Regions from separate parts of the Rattus norvegicus genome. Here region 1 is linked to region 2. Evidence: chromatin contacts called from public Hi-C data. All regions are on one chromosome and are shown on one strand. The core of a region is the stretch at or near the end of the contact, and the rest is flanking DNA. Distances in the headings are between cores, read along the strand shown. Region 1 holds the start of Fgfbp3 (fibroblast growth factor binding protein 3). Region 2 overlaps LOC134485232 (a long non-coding RNA gene).

The links. A called contact is a pair of places that touch in the nucleus more often than the background predicts.
Region 1: a Hi-C map of liver shows a contact between it and region 2, with 4 times the contacts expected there. The contact joins the promoter of Fgfbp3 here to the enhancer-like site in region 2. A contact is called at or near these places in 9 of 12 Hi-C or Micro-C datasets (the A7r5 cell line, Schwann cells, frontal cortex and 5 more).

What each region holds. Positions count from the first base shown.
Region 1 is chr1:244,056,473-244,059,921 of GRCr8, forward strand. It overlaps Fgfbp3 (fibroblast growth factor binding protein 3), which reads right to left and starts at 2,102. Exons shown (of 2, transcript NM_001109165.1): 1 at 2,030-2,102; 2 at 97-1,745. The coding sequence starts at 1,681. The coding sequence ends at 929.
Region 2 is chr1:243,962,484-243,966,356 of GRCr8, forward strand. It overlaps LOC134485232 (a long non-coding RNA gene), which reads right to left. Exons shown (of 3, transcript XR_010063254.1): 1 at 2,986-3,873. Among named protein-coding and RNA genes, the nearest start is that of Tnks2, 16 kb to the right of the region's middle. Within about 2 kb of position 1,433, at least 34 of the 93 cell types and tissues checked have an H3K27ac peak or open chromatin away from gene starts, as enhancers often do. A contact at or near this core is called in liver, where this site is marked.

The DNA.
Region 1 (3,449 bases), core at 852-3,351, 95 kb after region 2:
AAACAGACAGACCACACACACACACACACACACACACACACACGCACACACACACACACAAATAAAAGAATGAAATAAAAGAAATCGCAGAATTTCCATCGTTTTACGACCTTATTTTTAATTAAAGACGATTGTTACAACATATTTTTAAAAACCACGTTTTAAATTTAATTACAAAGGAGATGAAGGCCCAAGTACTGAGAGACATGTTTGCATTTTAGCTGATTTTTTAAAAAGAGTGATCACAATTTACAGGCCTGGAGTTTTTGTTTGTACTTGAAGATCTGGAGGGCACTACACTTCTAAAATTCACTTCTGATTTTACGTAGTTAAACTTTCAGGACAGTAGGCTCAAAATTCACCTCAAAATTAGTAGTAAAGGGACTGAGAAACAATTGTCCTGATAATCCAGTCTTAGATTTATTTATTTATTTAACCTACAAGGCTTTAATCTACATAGAAGGTGTGATGCCAAGTCACACTCAGAGTTCATTACAATCCAGAAAGGAGGGAGGATGGGTATTCATTTTCTCAAGCTGAAAACCCGAGATTTCGAACCATTCAACATGACTCAGGTTCTTACGCACAGTTCATTTAAAAATGTGGTGATATACATTGTATCCCACTTCCTAGGAGAAATTCGCACCTCTTTAGTCTTCTCATTCCCGCTATTCAGCTTCTTTTTGCATAATATATATCTGTTTCCAGTATTTCTTCTGCTCCTTAAGGCAAAATTGAGATGCCGCAAAAAAAAGCTCTCCTGCTGACTCAGATTCTTCTCACCCTGACCTGCTGCCCTATTTTGGAATCCCGACTAGCCTACCCTCCATCCCAGTTCCTAGTCTAAAATGCCCTACGCCTTCCGCCCCGGCTGCGCTGTCCTCTGCTCCGCAGCACCTGCCCCTAGTGCTCCTGCCAGCCCGCAGCCTCAGCCATTCCAGAAATTGACAAAGAAGTTGCAAAGGGAGTGCCACTTCTCAGTGCAGTAGGTCTCAGTGAGCTCGGCATTCTGGTCCAGCCCGTTGGGCTGGAGTCCGACCGCCTCAGGAGTCTCCGGAACCGGGTCTGAGCCCGCCTTCCTCCCGCCTGAGTTGGACTTCACCAGCAAGGGCTTCTTTTCGGGCTGGGAGCTCGGGGACCGCACCGACTGTCGCGGTCGAGCCCGGCTCCGCACCCTGGGCCGGGGCTCCTCGCTAGGACGTGCGGGCAGGCTGGAGTGCGCGGGCGGGTGTAGCTCAGCGCTGGCCGTCTTGTGGGCGCACAGGCGCGGCGGCAGCGGCGCGGTGTCCAGGCAGGGCCGCGGTCTCCTGCGCAGCGCGCCCAGCAGCCGTTTCCAGTAGTGCGCGCTCCGGGAGCCGGTGGCCGCGCAGCGCTCTGGATACCCGCGGTAGGTGCAGTGCAGGCTCGCCCCGCCCGGGACCTGGCAGCGCAGGGCCAGCTCTCCGCCCGTCGGCGTCCCCGGGGCGGGCACCAGGAGCTGCCAGCTGCACGCGTGCTGCTCTGGGCTCACGAAGCGACCCAAGGAGCCGTCTCTGGGGCCGGAGGCCCGGGCCACTTCCCTGCCAGCCGCCCCCTTGTCCCTCCCGGCGGCCGAGAGGAAGCAGCCTCCCAGCAGCAGTAGCAGCGACAGCGGCGAGAGCGACGCCCGCGGCCTGGGAGGACTCACGCCCGCGTTGGCCATGCCACTCCTCTGGGATTCCTGGAGCCTCAGCGCAGGTAGCACGCGGTGAGGAGCATCCTCGGATCTGCGAATGAAGGCTCCAGATGAATCCCGCTCAGCCCTCTCCCTGGACACAGGAACCTGCCAACTCCCCTGACCCGATTTTCCCCGAAGCAAGTGTTCTGCTAGCAGCGAAGAGCCCCTCTAAAGAGCTGCCTTTCCTAAGGGAACAACTTAATGTTTAAGGAATCGGTTTAAAACTTTCACTAAGATAGAAAAATGAAGCTTAATGATCGCCCTCCCAACCCTACCACCAAACTGTCTACAAAATCATTTCAGGTTAATCGGATACCTGTGCTTTTCGCTTACCGAATTCCAGAAGAGGTGGAGATAGAGCGAATGACTGCATAAGGGATTAGTCTGCTTTATACGGCTGTCTGTGAATTAACCTGTTATCAATGGGACAGAAGGGGCCTCCCCCTTCATGCCCCTCCCAGACTTCTCTCACACTAGGTTTCACCCGCTGCTAACACACACAGAAGATACAACGGCGAGCAGACTCACTCCGCCGCAGATATATAATAGAAACAGCCATGTAACATGAAATATAAAATGCTGAATTTGCTTCCACCGCTGAAAATAAGGCAAATGTTAACACAACTTTCTTTCCTTTTGAAACTTGTACATATTTATCTGGTCTATATAGTTAAAAAAAAAGATAAAATGAAACAATATTCAGAACCAGATGCTATTCGCAGTTTTCTTTTTTCTTTTTGCATCGCACGTTATTTCTTGTATGTGTGTACCCCAGGGATCCAACTCGTTTGTAGGGCCCAGTGGGGTGGCAATCACCTTTGCCTATGGAGTCGTCTCAAAAGTCCCACTATTTTCAGTCTATTTTTCTTATCACTCAGTTCTGTATTTTCATCAGTACACCTAAGCGGGGGCATTCTGGTTTTTTAACTATTTGGGATATGGTAAATTAGTTCTAAATATCTTTCAAAACTCAAAGGTCCTAAAAGAACTAATTGCTTTGTGGTTGGAAAGTAATACAAATCCAAGTGGCATAATTAAGCACTAACCCGTTCTTCGCCTGCCTCTTCAGGAGAGGGGTAGACTTTGGGTCGAGTTAGTTTTGCTGTGTGTTTATTTTTCTTTGCAAGTTTTTTATAATAACATTTATAAAATTAAAAAAGAATTTTGTTTACTCTTATTGTTGTGTGTGTGTGCTTGAATGCTACAGCGCATTTGAGGAAGCCAAAAGACAAGTTTCAGGAATCTGCTATCTCCTCCCACCTTGTTGGTCTCAAGAATTGAAGGATTCAACTCAGATGACCAGGCTGAGCAGCAAGTCTCTTTAATTTGCTGGGCCATAAGACGCCCTTTTTTTTAAAACAGGGTCTCTCCTGCCTTGAGTTCATTGTGGATCTGACTGTGACCTTGACCTTGTATTTTAAGCAAAGTTACTTTTAAACTTTGAGATTTTTATATTCATCTCACCTTTAGCTCCATAGTATATGTGGTCTTTTTTTTTTTTTTTTTTACTTTAAGAGTTTATTGCCAAGAGGCTGGGGAGACCCATGTGAGGGTAGGAAAAGAGGAATGGCATCACAAAGTTGTCCTGTGATCTCCATTCAGGCGCATACAAGTAATACACACAGTAATAATAAAAAGTTATTTTGATAAAGCTCTTATTTCTCCAGGGAATGGGGATGTTTCTCACTGGTAGAGGACTTGCTTAGTGTGTTCAAGGTCTTTGACTTCTCAGTACTGAGTTTCCTTATCTAAT
Region 2 (3,873 bases), core at 183-2,682:
TCTTGGAGCTACACAGACAGATGTTTAAAGCGTCAGCATCTGCCCTGACAGAGCCAGATGTTCTGCTGGGGGGATCTCTCCCAGATTCCTGGATTTGCATTCAATTCAAAAGCCCCAAACTATCAAAGTTTGTCAAAACCTGTGCCCCTCTTTAGTATGAGGAAGAAAACCCAGGATTTTGTGCATTCAAGGTGTGGGCTCTACCACTGAAAACCGCAGCCCCTCCCCCATTTCTGATGACTCATAATTGTGAATTAGTTCTAATTTAGAAGGAAATTTTAAAAAACTGCATATAAAATCTAACGTAGCTCAAGCACCCGTAACCGAACCTACTGCCACACTATTTATAATTTCAGTAGCCTTTGTTATTAAATTGTTACTAAAGTGTTAAGTCTAAATTGAAGAATTCATCCATTCTAAAAATCCAGTGATCGGCGAATAGACCGCAGCAGTTAAACGTTAATGGTGGCTGGGAATGTACCTTGCAGTCAGAGCATCTGCCTAAAACAGCACTTCTCAACCTGTGGGTCTCCACCCCTCGGGGGTCAGAATCGCGCCCTCTCACTGGGGTCACCTGGGACCATCGGAAAACACAGATATTTACGTTATGATTCACAGCAGTAGCAAAATTACAGTTAATGAAGTAGCAACAAAAATAACGTTATGGCTGGGGATCGCCACAGCATGAGGAAGTGTATTAAAGGGTCTAAAGGGTCGTAGCATTAGGAAGGTTGAGGACCACTGGTAGAATATGCAACACCATGGGTTCAACCTCTACCACTATAGATGGTGAGAACAAACTGCTCGTAAAGACGCACCGACACACACCCATCTACCTCAAGGCAAACTCAGTCCAGTGCTTGTGAGTTTCCTATTCTCTAATCTAAAGGCTGGCTCTATTTCCAGAACCAGGGAATAAAGGCCAATGCTCACCCGACTCGGCCCCGCCCAGCCCAGCCCCGCCCCGTCGCGCCCCGCTCCACCCCACCCCACCGTACCCGCTCCTCTCACCACTTTCAGATCCACTTAAGTAGTATCTGAATGTGGATTTTGTCTTGTTTTGGTTTCGGGGTTTTGTTTACTGCTTTGGGGGCTGAGGTTTATTATTTAGTACTAGAGACTGAACCAAAGGCCTCGTACATGCTAAGCAACCACTCTTCTGCTAAGCTACATCCCCAAGCCCTTCTTTTTTATTGTTTTGTTTTGTCGAGACAAGGTACATAGATCTGTCTGGCCTGGCGCTCACTATATCGGCCAGGCTGGCCCTGAACTCACAGAGACCTCCTTCCTCTGCCTCCCGAGTGCTGGGTAAAGTTTTACACATGCCAACATAACCAGCCTAGCCATTTTCTTTAACACCCTTAAATCAACACTGCAGTTTTCGGTTGGGCTGAGCACTCGGATTCCTTTTATTTGCTGATCCTCAAATATTTGCGGAACTATTTCCACTAGGTGGCTGTCTTCCCCAAGAAGTGTCAGAGCTATGCTGGCTTCTGGTAGTTTGAAACAGTCAAACCTTACATTTTACAGAGGTAGGCATAGAAGCAGTCATTTAATAGACATTCTCATGCAAGTATCAACCTGTGCCTCTCTCTTATGCCTTCACACTGGGAGGGAAAGGCAATATGTTTAAACGTGCCTTCAAAACAGGAAAGAGGAATTTTTGTTTGCGATTGAAAATATTTTTAAATGTACTTTTTTATTAATGTGTATGTGTGTTTGTGAGTGTATATTTGTATGTGTGTATTTGTGTATGTGGTGTGTGTGTGTGTGTGTGTGTGTGTGTGTGTGTGTGCAGGTAGATAAGTGCCCACATGCATGTCTGGTACCCATGGAGGTCAGGAAAAGATATGAATCACCTTATAAAACATGTGAATTCTGGGAACCAAACCTAAGTCAACAAGTTCTCTCAAACACCAAACCATCTTTCCAGTCCCCTGATTTTTTTTAAGGCTGTGTAAAGTAGGGGCTGAAGGGGTTGGAGAATGGCTCAGCAATTAAAGGCTGCTTGCTGGTCTTGCACCCATCAGGAGGCTCCCCAACTGCCTATAACCCCAGCTCTGTGGGATCTGACACCCTCTTCTAGCCTCTGTGGGCACACGTGTGCATGCATTATACACATACATGCACACACAGAGAATAAATGAATGAATAAGTAAATAATTTAAAGTGAATCTTTAATTTTTTTAAAAAGAAGGTTGAAGAGATGACTCAGAGGTTAAGAGCACTGACTGCTCTTCCAGAGGTCCTGAGTTCAATTCCCAGCAACCACATGGTGGCTCACAACCATCTGTAATGGGATCCGATGCCCTCTTCTGGTGTGTCTGAAGACAGCTACAGTGTACTCACATACACAAAATAAATAAATAGATTTTTTTAAAAGAAGGAAATGTGAAGTGTCCATCTATCCCACTCTTTGACAGATTCCCAAAGGATGCTAAGTCCACACACCACAAGATACTTGGACACCGTGTGTACAGTGGTACTCTTCATGACATCCAGGGAGTGGACAAGGTAGGGCAACAATACATCTGCAGAGAATCTCACAGAGCTGGAAGAAAATTGAAATTATGTCATCTGAAAAAAAAAAAAGATGCAGCTGACAATGATCATGCTCAGTAAAATATGACAGACTCAGAAAAAGCATCCCATTTTCTGTCATATATGGGACCTAAGTTTATGCTTGCACGTCACAAAACTAGAAAGCGGATGAGAAGAGGGGAAGAAGAGATCTTAAGAAAGATGATGGCAAGCCAAAAGGGTGACTGACTGGAAGGCAGGCAGGCAGGCGGCTGCACGGGGAGGGAGAACAAGAAAGGCAGTAGAGGAAGAAAAAAGTGAAAACAGTGGATAATGACACGTATGTGCGAAGTCGCCGTCACCCGTGTTCTTTGTATTATTCTATGATGGCTAGTGTCAATGTGACAACATCTATTACCACCCAGAAAGGCTGGGACAGTGAGGATGTCTGTGGGAAGTGCTTACCGTTAGCTGATGTGGGAAGACCCATCTTCATTGTGGGAGGGACTTCCTGGACTTTAGGAAGAGAGAACAGGAGCTGAGTAGCAGTCAAACTGCTTGCTGATCTGGCTCCCTGTCAGAAGGCTCCCTGGTTGTCTCTTACTACAGCTCCAGGGGATCTAAAAGCCTCTTCCAGCCACGGTGGACACTGGATATGTTCTACACGCACGCCCGCACGCACAGCCACGATGGACTTCTTTTGAACCATGAGTCAGAACAAGCCCTCTCTCCCTTAAGTTGTTCTTGACAGATACTTCATCATGGCTAAGACCCTAACTTTAAAAACTTAAAAACAGGCCTATAGCCACAGCCGCCGCTGTCACTGCAGCTAGAAGAGACCCGGTCGGAGAGACCCTGGAGTCTGACGGAGATGTTTCCTGAGAGGGGCTGGTAAGTCGCTGGAGCCACAGGTGACCACCTTTGATCTCTGCTCTTTGAGGCTCAGAAGATGCACAGATTTTCCAGGGCAACTTTGTGGATTGGGACCACTTCCTCCATGATCCTGGTTCTTCCTGTTGTCCTTGGGAGAGAAAGTTGCTAATGGAGCAACAACAGCAAGTGCAGCAATGGCAGATTCTTCTAGAGCGTAACACAGGACTGTCAGGAAGAACGCTCGGGGCTCTATCTCCCTTTCCTGGAAAGATCTAGATTGTTACCGCGATATTTGTTCTGATAGAACTTTGAAATTCATTTGTGTTTGAACTGCTGATTGTTTGAACTTTTTATTCTTCTTCTTCTTCTTTTTTTAACCATGGCACATGGATCTATTTGAACGTGGTGGGAATTTTCTCCGTTTGTCACAGAGAGACCCCAGGTACATCTGTGCCCTCATTTACTTCCTGTTCTCACTCC